Regions from separate parts of the Ovis canadensis genome. Here region 1 is linked to region 2. The links are chromatin contacts, called in public Hi-C maps. All regions are on one chromosome and are shown on one strand. The core of a region is the stretch at or near the end of the contact, and the rest is flanking DNA. Distances in the headings are between cores, read along the strand shown.

What was found. Hi-C and Micro-C count contacts between places; a contact is called where the count stands out from the background.
Region 1: a contact with region 2 is called in a Hi-C map of lung, with 3 times the contacts expected there. The contact joins the promoter of MRPL23 here to the promoter of LOC138426842 in region 2. A contact is called at or near these places in 2 of 2 Hi-C or Micro-C datasets (fibroblasts and lung).

What each region holds. Positions count from the first base shown.
Region 1 is chr21:65,853,141-65,858,633 of ARS-UI_OviCan_v2, reverse strand. MRPL23 (mitochondrial ribosomal protein L23) reads left to right here and starts at 1,596. Exons shown (of 5, transcript XM_069565797.1): 1 at 1,596-1,645; 2 at 3,298-3,420; 3 at 4,241-4,323; 4 at 4,893-4,966. The coding sequence starts at 1,629. It overlaps LOC138426850 (a long non-coding RNA gene), which reads right to left and starts at 1,472. Exons shown (of 9, transcript XR_011251792.1): 1 at 1,301-1,472; 2 at 148-1,223.
Region 2 is chr21:65,717,927-65,723,816 of ARS-UI_OviCan_v2, reverse strand. It overlaps LOC138426842 (collagen alpha-1(III) chain-like), which reads left to right and starts at 1,722. Exons shown (of 2, transcript XM_069565762.1): 1 at 1,722-2,532. The coding sequence starts at 1,958. The region is part of intron 1 of IGF2 (insulin like growth factor 2); the gene reads right to left.

The DNA of each region.
Region 1 (5,493 bases), core at 347-2,846, 130 kb before region 2:
TCCTCTGTTTGGCAGACTCAGCCCCCGAAGCTGTGTGCTGCTTGGGAAGGCGGGGAGGTGATGACCCAGGCCGGGGGGAGTGTGGGGGAAGTGGGGTGGGAGGCCACCCGCGGGCTTCCCGGGCTGTGGGGGTCGAGACCCACTCACCTCACACTCACAGATCCTAGGCCGGAAGGGGAAGGATCCAGCCGGCAGGCAATCAGAGAAGGGGTCTAGTGTTGTGGGGTCCACACCATTGAGACCCCATTGAGGACCTCCGTGCTCTCAGCCTCACTGATCAGAGCATCGCCTACCAAGGACCAGCAGGACGCCGACCCACGCCGTCTCCCATCCGTGTGTTGCAGCCACGTTAGGAGCAACTTGGAGACCTCTGGGTTGGCATGTGGCCGCTGAGTCAAAGCTTTACAAATGAAACAGAAAGTTCCCCAGCCTCCAGGTTGGGGGACCCCCGTCCTCCAGCTCCTGCCCTCTCCTCACCTCCAGGGCCCTGCCACGGTCACCGTCAGCCTTGCTGGGCCCTGGCTGCGGCCAGACATTGCCTGGCCTTCCCCTGCCCTCCCCAGCAGGCACACCACCCCCCACTCACAGCTGACCCCCCCAGCAGCCGCGCCCCACCGTCGGTTTCTTCATCCTAGACAAGCCCACTTAGGGCCTCCCCCACCAAGCATGACGGTGAGGGGGGCCCTCCAGCCCCTTCCCGCCCTGGGGCCCCCAGGAGCAGCCCCTGCGCCCTCCCAGGCTCCCCGCTCTTGCCTCCTTGCCGTCCCACCCCCAGCCTGGGGCCCTGCTCCCCCCGGGTCTACTGTTGTGTGTACTTGGGGGTGGGGGGAGCAACGGAGGGTCTCTGATCCCGCTCTGTGACGGGACCCCAGTGAGGGCTGTGCCAAGACTGAAAGCAGGGCGGGCCAGCTGCGACCTGGAGAAGCCAATGGCCTCAGGGAGGCTAGGGGGGCAGGCATGGCTGCGGGGTCCCTGGGGGGCGTCTCAGGGCATGAGGAGTTGGCCAGAAGGACTGGGGTAGGGCGGTAGAGGGAAGTAGCTCCCGGGGCCAGGTGGAGAGAGGTGGTGGTTTAGCCGCTCAGTTGTGTCCAGCTATTACCGCCCCATGGACTGTAGCCCACCAGGCTAATCTGTCCATGGGATTCTCCCGGCAAGAACACTGGAGTGGTTGCCATTGTCTTCTCCAAGGGATCTTCCCAGCTGAGGGATTGAACCAAGGTCTCCTGTGTCGGCAGGCAGATCCTTTACTGACTGGGGCCTCCCACGAATTCACACCTTCCCCGCTTCCCCAGTCTCCCACCTGGGCCACCAGCTGGAAGGGCGGCAGGCTCTGGGTGGTGGGTGGCCCGCAGTGTCCCTGGGCACTAGGCTGGAGTCACAGGGCACCCGCAGGGGCGTCCGTGGTGGTCCACTGGTGCGCTGGGCTCCGGAGCGGAGGGAGGGCGTGTGGGGCTGGTGGCACTAGGGTGTGCTGCCGGGCACAGGTAGGGCGCTGAGTGTGCAGGGTTTGGGGCCCAGGTGGGACCCAGGTGTGCGGGCGGCGCGCGCCCTCCCGGGCGCCAGGGGGCGCTGCGCCGGGGGGCGGCTGGGCCCGCCCCTCCTTCCGGCCGCGGCCCCGGAAGCGGGCGATGGCGCGGAACGTGCTGTGAGTGGGGGGTCCTGGCGCGCGGGGTCGGGGGCGTGGCCGCCCCCAGGCTGGGCTCGCGGCGCCGGGCCGCGGGGTCGGGACTCGGGGCCCCGGCGGGACGCGCGGCGTCTGGGCTCCCGTGGGGGCGGGGCGGGGCGGGGGTCGTTGCGGGGCCCGCGGGGCCCGGGCCTCCCCCGAGGTCGAGCCTGGCCTTCGGCGAAGCTGGGCGGGAGGCCGGTGCCGCGCCGGCCTCGGGCCCCGCGGGCTGCGCGCGCCCCCCGCCCCGGCAGCTCCCCGGGGGCCCGGACCGTGGCCCCTGCAGTGCCCGCGGCCGGTCACCAGGGGGAAGAGGCGAGCCCGGTGGCCACTCGCCGGCCCGGCCCCCACGAGGACAGGGCGAGGCTCGGCCGTGGGCGGGCACGCCGGCCCGCCCGCCCTGCGCCCGACGCTCTGCTGTCGGGAGGTGCTGCTGCTGGTGTCCCGGCAGCTGCCACGTGCGACGGGGTCACCAGGAGACCCCAGTCGACGTCAGCTGGCACTCAGCTCATCACTGGCCTGCCCGCGGGCGTCCCAGCCTGTGTCAGGGCCCTCAGGCCCTGCCACCCTCAGGATGCCCCACCCAGGACCTCGGCCCCTGGCCGGGTCCTACTCCCCAGAGTTGTAAGGCCCAGAGGCATCGTGGGACTTGGCTTCACCAAGCTTCCCTTCCCTCCTGCTTGCTGCTCCCCCAGATCAGAGGTCGTGTGCCCTGCTGCAAATTGCTCACCAGGACCCAGGGGCATCATCAGCCCCTGTCCCCACCCTCACCGAAACACCTCCCCTGGGCTCCCAGTGGACCCCTGACGCCTCACAGGCCCTGCCAACCTTGGACCCCCACCTCCTTGGACCATGAGCCCCGAGGCCTGATTGGGTCCGGTTGGCAGTGTGGCCCTCCTCGACCACCAGACCCAAGGGGGCGTAGGTCCAGCTGGAGTGGGTGGGTTGGAGCCACTGGTGGTGGCTGCCCATACATTCTGGATGTCTCTGCCCCTCTTTGGGGGTTTGAGGGGTGAGGGAGGTGGGCAGTGAGCGTGTAACTGGTGACCTGCTCGCTGCCTTCCTGAGCCCCTTATCTTGTTTTTCCTGTTTGCTCACCCTTTATCGTTTGATCTTCACTCTTGCCAAGGATGAGCTGGTGCTTCCAGCACAGGGGGGGCGGGGGGTGGGGGGCGGGAGTGGAGGTGGCCCCGTCCTTGTCCTCTCAGCGGCACTGAGCCAGTGCAGATTAAGCTGGTTCTGACTGATCCCACCTCACCTAAGCGGAAGGGAGCTGGAGGCCCGTTCCGGGGGGACAGCCACGCAGGGGCTGTGTGCCTGTGCAGCCGGCACTTTGAACAAACACATGACTCTGAGCCTGTTGACAGGGCAGGGTGGGCACGTCGTTCGCTCGTGAATCATTCACTGGTTCTTTCCAAAGGCCGACCTTGAGGGTCAGCAGGCCACGCTGCCCTGGGGACGGGACTGGCTGCCCCATACCGCGTGAGGGAAGGGCTGACCTGAGGGTGACTGCCCCCTTGGCCCCTCAGCCCCGTGGGCGTGATGACCTGTGGACCCTGTCGGGGCGTCCCGGGAGCCTCGTGTTCTGGGCGTTTGACATGACCCCTCTCCCCCCCCCCCCCCCGCCCTTGCAGGTACCCTCTGTACCAGCTGGGCAACCCCCAGCTCCGGGTCTTCCGCACCAACTTCTTCATCCGGCTGGTGCGGCCCGGCACGGCCCAGCCCGAGGATACTGTGCAGTTCCGGATCCCGATGGAGTAAGCCTCCCCCGCCCCAGAGGGATTCAGGCCGAGAGGCCCACGGCCCTGGAGGTGCCACTGGACCCCACTCACAGCGAGGTTCTTCCCACCACAAAGAAACTACTGGCAGCCCTGCACCAAGGCCTGGTGTGTGCAGAGCCTCGGCTGAGGGCGCCTTGGGCTCCTCGCCACCCTGGGGAAGTCCAGCCTGAGAGACCCAGCTCCTTTCCTTGCTTCGGCCTGGCTACCCTTCCCAGGAGGCTGGGCTCTGACCCTGGCTCCCAAAGCCTCCGCCCTTGGGTGGGTCCTTCACAGAGGCCCCCGTTGCTGAGGAGACACAGATTCTCCACACCCCATACTGAGGCCTCGGGGCTCTGGCCTCAGCTCGAGCCTCCATGGGAGCTGAGGGTCATGCTGTCTGCTTCAGAGACCAGGGCAGGAGAGGCTGGGCCCTGTCAGGGACAGAGTAGACAGCATCACCACCGCCCTGGCCATCCTTTCTGGGAGACGCCTGCCAGGGGGGTGGGGGGGCTCGCTGTGGACAGGGTGGCAGCTGTGGAGCGGGCGGCTCCCAGCAGCCAGAGGGCACTTGCAGACCACCCCGCCCCTCCGCTCGCCAGCTCGGCCCCCAGGCAGGGCAACAGGACGGAGCCCTGGGGGCTGGTCCCCGTCGCCCCCATGTCGCTGTGCCCAGATGCCACTGCAGCGTCAGCGGGGCCCGGCCCCGGCCTCCCAGGCGGCTCCCACCCAGTGTCTGCACTCAGCAGCTCGTGCCGCCCGGCAGGCTCCTTTCTTCTCCACCCTGTTCAGAGCCCCCCCTTTTCCCCTCCTGCCCCAGGATGAGCAGAGTGGACCTCAGGAACTACCTCGAGCGCATCTACAACGTGCCGGTGGCCGCCGTGCGGACGAGGGTGCAGCATGGTGGGTCGTGGGGCCGGGCTTCCTCCCCGAGCTCAGCAGGCCAGGCTGCCAGCCTCGCTGGCCTGGCCCCTGTCAGCCCCTCTAGCACGTGGTCCTTTGCATGTGAGGAAACAGGCCCGCCTCGGGGGAGAGGGGCCCTCCTTCCCAGGGCTGGGACTTGGAGGCCTGGTTCCCGCCGACTCCTCAGAGCAGGGCCCCCGCCTGACGCCCCCACGCTGGCGTCGGTCAGCAAAGTGCTCATGTTACTCTGCTGGGCTTTTCTCATTCTTTCCTGTTGACTCCTGCTCCCCAGCCCCTGCTTGCCTAGTTGTAAATATGACGACCCTCTGTCAAAGGGAGGTCAGGCTGCAAGAGCCTCCAGGACACCAAGGGAAAGCCGGCTCTCTGGTTGTCTTAGGCCCATTTGGGTTAGCACTGAGCAGAGGCTGGTGCCCGCCAGGCGTGCGCCTGCCGCCCTTAGACGTGGGTCCCCACGTGTGTCCCTCTTTCTAGAAAGCGGGTTCCTGGGTTAGTGGGGCTGAGAGCTGCATGCTGGGAGTGAAGGCTTCTGTCTCTCCCGCTTCCGACAGGTTCCAACAGGAGGAGGGATCACAGGAACGTCAGGATAAAGCAGCCAGACTATAAGGTGGCTTACGTGCAGCTGGTGAGCGCTCGGCCCTGCCTGCCCCGGGGTGGGCGGAACCCGGGGCCCAGGCCAGCCCTTGGTTCTGACCCGCACGGAGCCCCTGGAGGAGCTGGGGTGCAGTTCAGCTGGGGTGGAAGGGGCCGGGCAGGCTCTGGGGAACTTTTTGAGGGCCTGCTGAGGGCAGAAGCAGGCTCCCTGGCCTGGGCGTCGGTTCAGACAGTAACCAGCATCCAGGCCGGGGAGCAGTTGGTGCCTGGGGACTGCAGGGGCCTCCGTCGCCGGGGCAGACCACCGGGGGAGTCCTGGGTCCTGACTGGCCCCCTCTCCCCTGGACTGGACTGTGGGCTCCTGCTCCCCCCTCGACCCCGGCCAGGTTCCCTTCACACGGCCTCCTGCCTGGCAGGGGCTATGGGAACGGGGTCCAGCACCCCGCTGAGCCTTTGCTGACTGAGACCCACATTTCCAAAACCCCTGTCCGCCCTTCCTGCCGGCCTGAGCTGCCCGGACAGAGAGCCCCTGGAGTCAGGGTCTGCAGCTGGTGAGAC
Region 2 (5,890 bases), core at 473-2,972:
GGAAGAAGACTGGGGGCCGGGACCAGAGGCCGGAGAGGGGCCGGGGAGCGCAGAGAAGCCGAGGAAAGGGCGCAACGTCGGGGGCCGGGGAAGGTGCTGAGGGGGGCGGAGCGGAGGCGTCACCCGGGCCGCGGGCGCCCAGCTCGGCTTGGGCCGACGGAGCCCTCGGCCGTCGCGAGCCCGGGCCTCGGGGGGGGGGTGGCGGTGGCGGCGCCCGGGCCGCTCGGGACGCAGCGAGGAGGGGGAGCGGCCGGGCTGCGCGCCGGGGGAGGGCCGGGGGGGAGCGCGGGGGATGACAACGCCGGCGGCCTGCGAGCCGGACTGCCTGCGGGGGGGACCGCCTCCTCGGGCGAAGCGGGACGGGCGTTGAGGTAGACGAAGAGGAGGCGGCGGGGAATCCGCAGGCCGGCGGAGCGCGGCCCCGCCGACGGCGCCCGCGATGGGGGTCAGCAGCGTAGCGGACGGCGTCGACGCGGGGCCGCCAGCCGGGTGGAGGCGCTGGCGGGCGAGGGCCAGGAGGCGAGGGCGGCCGGAAGGGGGGGCCGGGGGCCTGCCTGGCCTCACGCAGCTCCGCCGGAGAGCAGGCGAACTCTGGGCGCCAACGCCCGGCTCTTATAGTCGAGCCACCCGCGGCTCGGCGCCCGCTCGGGCCCCGCTGGCCGAGTGCCCGCGCCAATGGGCGCTCGAGGGGTCCTCGCCCCGCCCCCGAACCGCCTCTGCAACTCGAGCCAAGGGGGGGCCAGGCTTGGGGTCCCGGGGGGCAGCGGTGAGGGGGGGGGCTGTGGGGTGCGCGGGGACGAGATTGGAGTGGGGGCAGGGATCCTCAGAGTTCGAAAGACATCTAGAATCACTATTCTAAAGTGTTTGGGGGCCCTGTCTGAGGTTCCGGGGTGCCAGAGTCCCGACACAGCACACGGGGGACCCGGGACGACCAGGGTGGGCGGCGTCACATGCCCTAGCGACGGCCGGATCCCCGCGCCCCACCGGGGGGCTAGGCGGCGACGGTGCCCTGTGTGTGCGGGCCCAGGTGGCGGGTCCCCGAGTCCCGCCGGGGACCTGCTGGGGAAGTGGGGAGTCTCTGGGCGCGGGCGAGGCGCGCAGCCTCCACCTGCCCGAGCAGGCGCAGCACCCCGAGCTGCAGCCGGAGCCCGAGCGCCCCCCGGTGCCGCACGGGAACCGGGGAGGAGCCTCGGCGGACGCCAGGTGCGGAACGTGGAGAGGGCCAGCCGGGCCAGGCCCGAATCTGGGCCAGGCATGGGGCCGGCCCGGGCTGCGCCTGTGTGCCAGGGGCGAGACGAGCAGGGCGGGAAACGTCGTTCAAATCCTACCTGAATGGCCGAGCTCACCGGGGTGCGTCTAAGCAGCTCGCCTTTGGGGCCCACCCAAAATATCCGGATAATGGTTCCCCCGTCCTCTATGCGTTGGACTTGCGTAGATTCGGGTTCAGCCCCGGGGGCCACCACGGTCATTTGAGGGTCTGGGGAAACCATCTCCTAGAGGGTTTGGACGATGTAAGAAGTCGGTGTGATTTTTTTTTTCTTTTTACCAAGTCAAAACCACGCACGAATCCCCGCGCCCCGCCCGCCCCAGGAGCCGCGACCACGCGCGCCTCTCCAAGGGGAAGGGGCTGCCGGCGGCGGAAGCCCGAGGCCGGCTCGCCCCCTCGCTCCGCCATCAATCACGTCTCCCGCGCTCGGCGCGCGCCTACCCGAGTCCTCCGCAGGGCGGCTGGAGGCGCCCGGGCGGCTGGAGGCGCCGCGCCGCCTGAGCGGGGGTGCGCCTCTCCTCCGCGTCCCTCCTGCCCTGCGCCCTGCCGGCCCCGCTTGGAGGTCGCCGAGGCACTTAACCCCCGTTGTGATCTTTGCACAGAGCAAAGGAAAGCGGCGCGGGTCTCCGGGGCTCGACCCAGCGCGCGGGTCGGCCGAGGGGCTGGCCCGCCGCACGGCTCCCGCGCCCCATGCCGGTGTCCCCAGCAGCCGCTCGGGACGGCGGGACGGCGGCGGGTGGGTTTGGGAGCCAGGCCCGGACGCGAGGCGGCGGGGAGCTCACCGCGAGGCTGGAGGCCGAAGGCTGCGTCCGCGGGCGCGGAGGAGTCGAGGCAGCGAGCGAGCAATCTGCGGCGGGCGGTAGGCGCGCTGAAGGTGAGCGAGACCCCGGGGCAGTCCCCAGCGTCCGGGGGCAACGCCCAGTCCGTTGGAAGACCCGGGGACAATGCCCAAATTTGGGGGAAACTGGGGGCAATGCCCAGTCGTTCTGGACGCGGGAGAAGCCCTGCCTACGTCCTGGCGGACAAGCTGCCCGACCGAATGTGTGTGAGGAGGACGAGAGAAACTTCCCGCATCCAAGGAGCTCCGGGGACTTCGCAGCAGACGCAGAGAGGCCCAGAACCGGTGCCCGCGGGGTGCGGGGCCGCGGAAGCTGCGGAGACCGCGCTGGGGCCGGGAGCAATGCCCAACTGCCGGGAACGCAGTGCGGAGCCGCCTGGTTTGCAAGGCAGAGAACGAAGGTCCTGAAGTGGGGACCCAAAGGAGGGTGCGTCGGGGTGAGGAGCTGTGATTAATGACTAAATTCGAGACTCCAGAAAAAGAACCCGAGTCTGGGGGCCGCGGAGGCCGCTCCGTGCAGCCGGGGGACAGGGGAGCCGAGGCTACCCTGTGAGGACCCAGGCATGTAGGTCAGCAGGCTCGTGGGGCAGCCCCATTTGTAGGGCAGTAGGTCTGCGGATGTCCATGACCGGAGCAAAATCCTCAGTGTGGAACTTGGGAGGTTCCAAAAGGGCAAAGGGTCTAAAATTCGGGGAAGAAAAACAGTGGGTGGGCCTTGGGGATCCAGGTGCGGTGGAGCAGAGTGGAGAATCATTTCCAAGATTTAGAAATTCAGGTTAGTGGACGCTTGCAGCGCCCGAGCAAAATCACTTCCATAATTGTGGCTCCTGGAAAAATTCTCAATGTCCTTGAGAGACTCAAGAAACACAGTCTAAATTTGGGGCAACCTAGGGTGTGATCAGTACATTTGGAGAAGGCAGAAAATCAATGTCTTTTTAATATTTTAATTTTTAAATGGGTTTCGATTAGTTTATTTTTGGTGAACAGGAAAAAAAAATATTTTCCTGGGCACTGTCTGCATTTGGGGACCCCCTAGGAAGCACTGGCGAAAGTGTGGGGGATCCATGGGAAATGTTCAGTAGAGACTGGTATCTAAATTTCAGGGAACCTGGTTAATAGCAAGGAGTCTTATAGGACGCAGGCCTAGGATACCTGAGATTTCCAGGACCTGGGGGTATTTTTCGGTATCTGGGCAATTTCATTTTAGGAGGCCTGTGGAAAATTGCCTAAATTTAGGACTCAGGGTAAGGATCATAAAATCAGGGGACCCATAAATCAGTGCTCAAAAAAGTTCAGTTGTTTTGTGGAGAAGGGGCAAAAAGTCTCAGTTTATTTTGGAGGGCTAGCAGGCAGCATCGCAATCCGGAGGCCCCAGAAAATAATTTTTGAATCTGGGCTCCAAAGGAGTCTTTCAAAGTCCCCAGGAGAACAGAGGGTCAATATCGAAGTTTTAGGGGGAAAGGATTAAGAATTCCTAGGTGGTGGGGCCTGGTGGTCTACAGCAGATCGGCAGTGTCTGAGACCCAGGAAGTGTTGACTGGGTTTGGGGTGACTCGGTGAGTGCCTGGAGAAATGCTCTGGACCCGAGAAATAGTGCCTTTCTGTGACACTGAATGTGTTTGGGGAGCTTAGAGAGGGCGATGCCTAATATTGAGAGCCCAGTGTGTCCAAACAGAGGGCACCGGGAAAAGGTCCAGTATCGGTTGGGTTGGTCTGGAATTTGGGATCAGTGCTGAATTTTAGGAAACCCGGATTCTTGTCAGTCAGCTCGTGGGGCCCAGGGAATTTTTTAATATTCAGAATGTTATGAGGCGGAGAAAATATTCAGAATATTTGGTTACTGGGTCACTCAAAAGAACTTGGTAAAACAAGATATAGGCTCTGTGCAAGGGTTTGTTTTGTGCTTGGTTTGACCCCGGGGACCTGAGAGAGACGTGATTTGGGGGGACCGGCCTGACCCACGGTCACAACTGAGCACACCTCAGATAAGTGCTGTGTGTGTTTGGGGGGCCTGGGTAACAGCGTCTAAATTTCAAGGAACCTGATTAGTGGCAGGAAGCTTGGAGAGCCCCAGAAATGAGTGCCCTATGTCTTTATGACCCACCAAAAAAATTGCTCGCTGAGTTTTGGGGACCAGAAACCATCTTCTCAATTTTGTGGAACTCAGGAAATCAGAGCACACACTGTTTATGATTCAAAAAGAGGGTCACTGTGCTTTGGGTTTAATGCGTAAATTTTGGTGAGGCACAGGCAGCAACCTTCCAACTCTGAGGGTCCTGGGGAAACTGCTCCGTCTGTTGTGAGGGGGTGGCAGGGGTGGGGGGACCTGGGATTCTTTCCCTAAAATTTAGATAACCCAGTTTGGGGCCAAGACATTTGTAGAACTCAGCAGATTATGTCCTGAACTCTAATGAAGCGGGGAACAGGGCTTTGGCAAGGGGGAGCCGGGACAGGGGCAGTAAGCTTGGGAGCGCCTGTCGACCAAAATTATGGGGACACAGGGAAAGAGTCCTCTTCTTTGGTAAAGATGCCTTAATGCCAAAAAAACACCGGGTTCATCCTGGGGAGTCAGCCTGAGCCCAGAACCTGGAGTTAATGTTTAAATTTTTCTGAATAGGGTTTGGCACTGTGTAACTCTGTAGAACCTGGGGGTGGGGGTGGGATGGGAGGGGGAAATGTTAAACTGTGAAGAGCCTGGGTGGGAGAAAACACTCAGTAAGTTTGGGGACCCAGGCCTTAGTGTAAACCTGGAAAAGCCAGTAGGGGCTTATGTGTTTTCAGGTCCCCAGAAATTAATGTCCAAAAACAAACAAACAAACAAAAAATCCTGTTACTTGGAGAAATGCTGAATGTATTGGGAGAGATCAGGGAGGAAACCTTAAATTTGAATAAGCCCAGAAAAAATAAAATAAAATAACGCCTGCCGTCAGCAGGAGCGGGGGATGCCGCTCGGTGGTCTGGGACCCTGGGGATGGAGAGCTTCGTTTGCGAGGCTGAGCTCCAAGCCAGGGAAGCACCGCGCCGCTGCGGATCCGCCGCCCCGGGGACTCGCGCGGAGCGGGGGCGCCCTCCCCGGGGATCGCGGCGCGGGTTGCACGCGGCGGCGGCGGCGGCTCCAGGGCAGCACGCGGGGCTCCCTGGGACGCCCGCCGCCCGGCGGGGCTGGCACGTCGCTTCTCCCGATTTTGCCTCCTGGCCCCTGACAGCGCTTCCGTGCGGCAGCGCGTCGGGTGGAAGGGAGGCACCCCGGGGCGGCGGGGGAGCGCCGGGGCGCTGCTCCCTGGCGTTCCGGGGGCTCTGGGCTCCCTGCTCGGCTGCCTCCGAGGAGGCCCGCGGGCTCCCCGCCGCCGCTGCGCCCCACGCGCTCCGCTCTGCGAGCCTAGGCGAAGCCGCGGCCCGGCGACCGCCGCGGGCAGGCTCGTCCCCGGCTCGGTTTGGGGGGCCCCGGAGCACCCCCGGCGGCCGTCCCCGCTCGTCCCCGGCGCTCCTCGAGCGCCGTCCGGGCCTTCTCGGGCCCCTCGACGAAGGCGAACCCAATTTTGGTTTGATAACGCGGGAGAGTTGAAGCACTAGGGAAGAGGAAGAGAATGGGGGCGCGGGGGGGGGGCGGGGGGAGACAGGAATGATGGTGGTGGGGGTCAGGGGTCTCCTTTCGTTTTCTCTAAGAGAACGTTCACCGCAAGCCTCCCTCTCCCGGCTGTGAAAGTCGAGTTCCTTAAGACAAACAAGAGGAGTACTGAACCCTACTCAGCCCCACCACACTGGTGGGAACCGGATCACCCCTT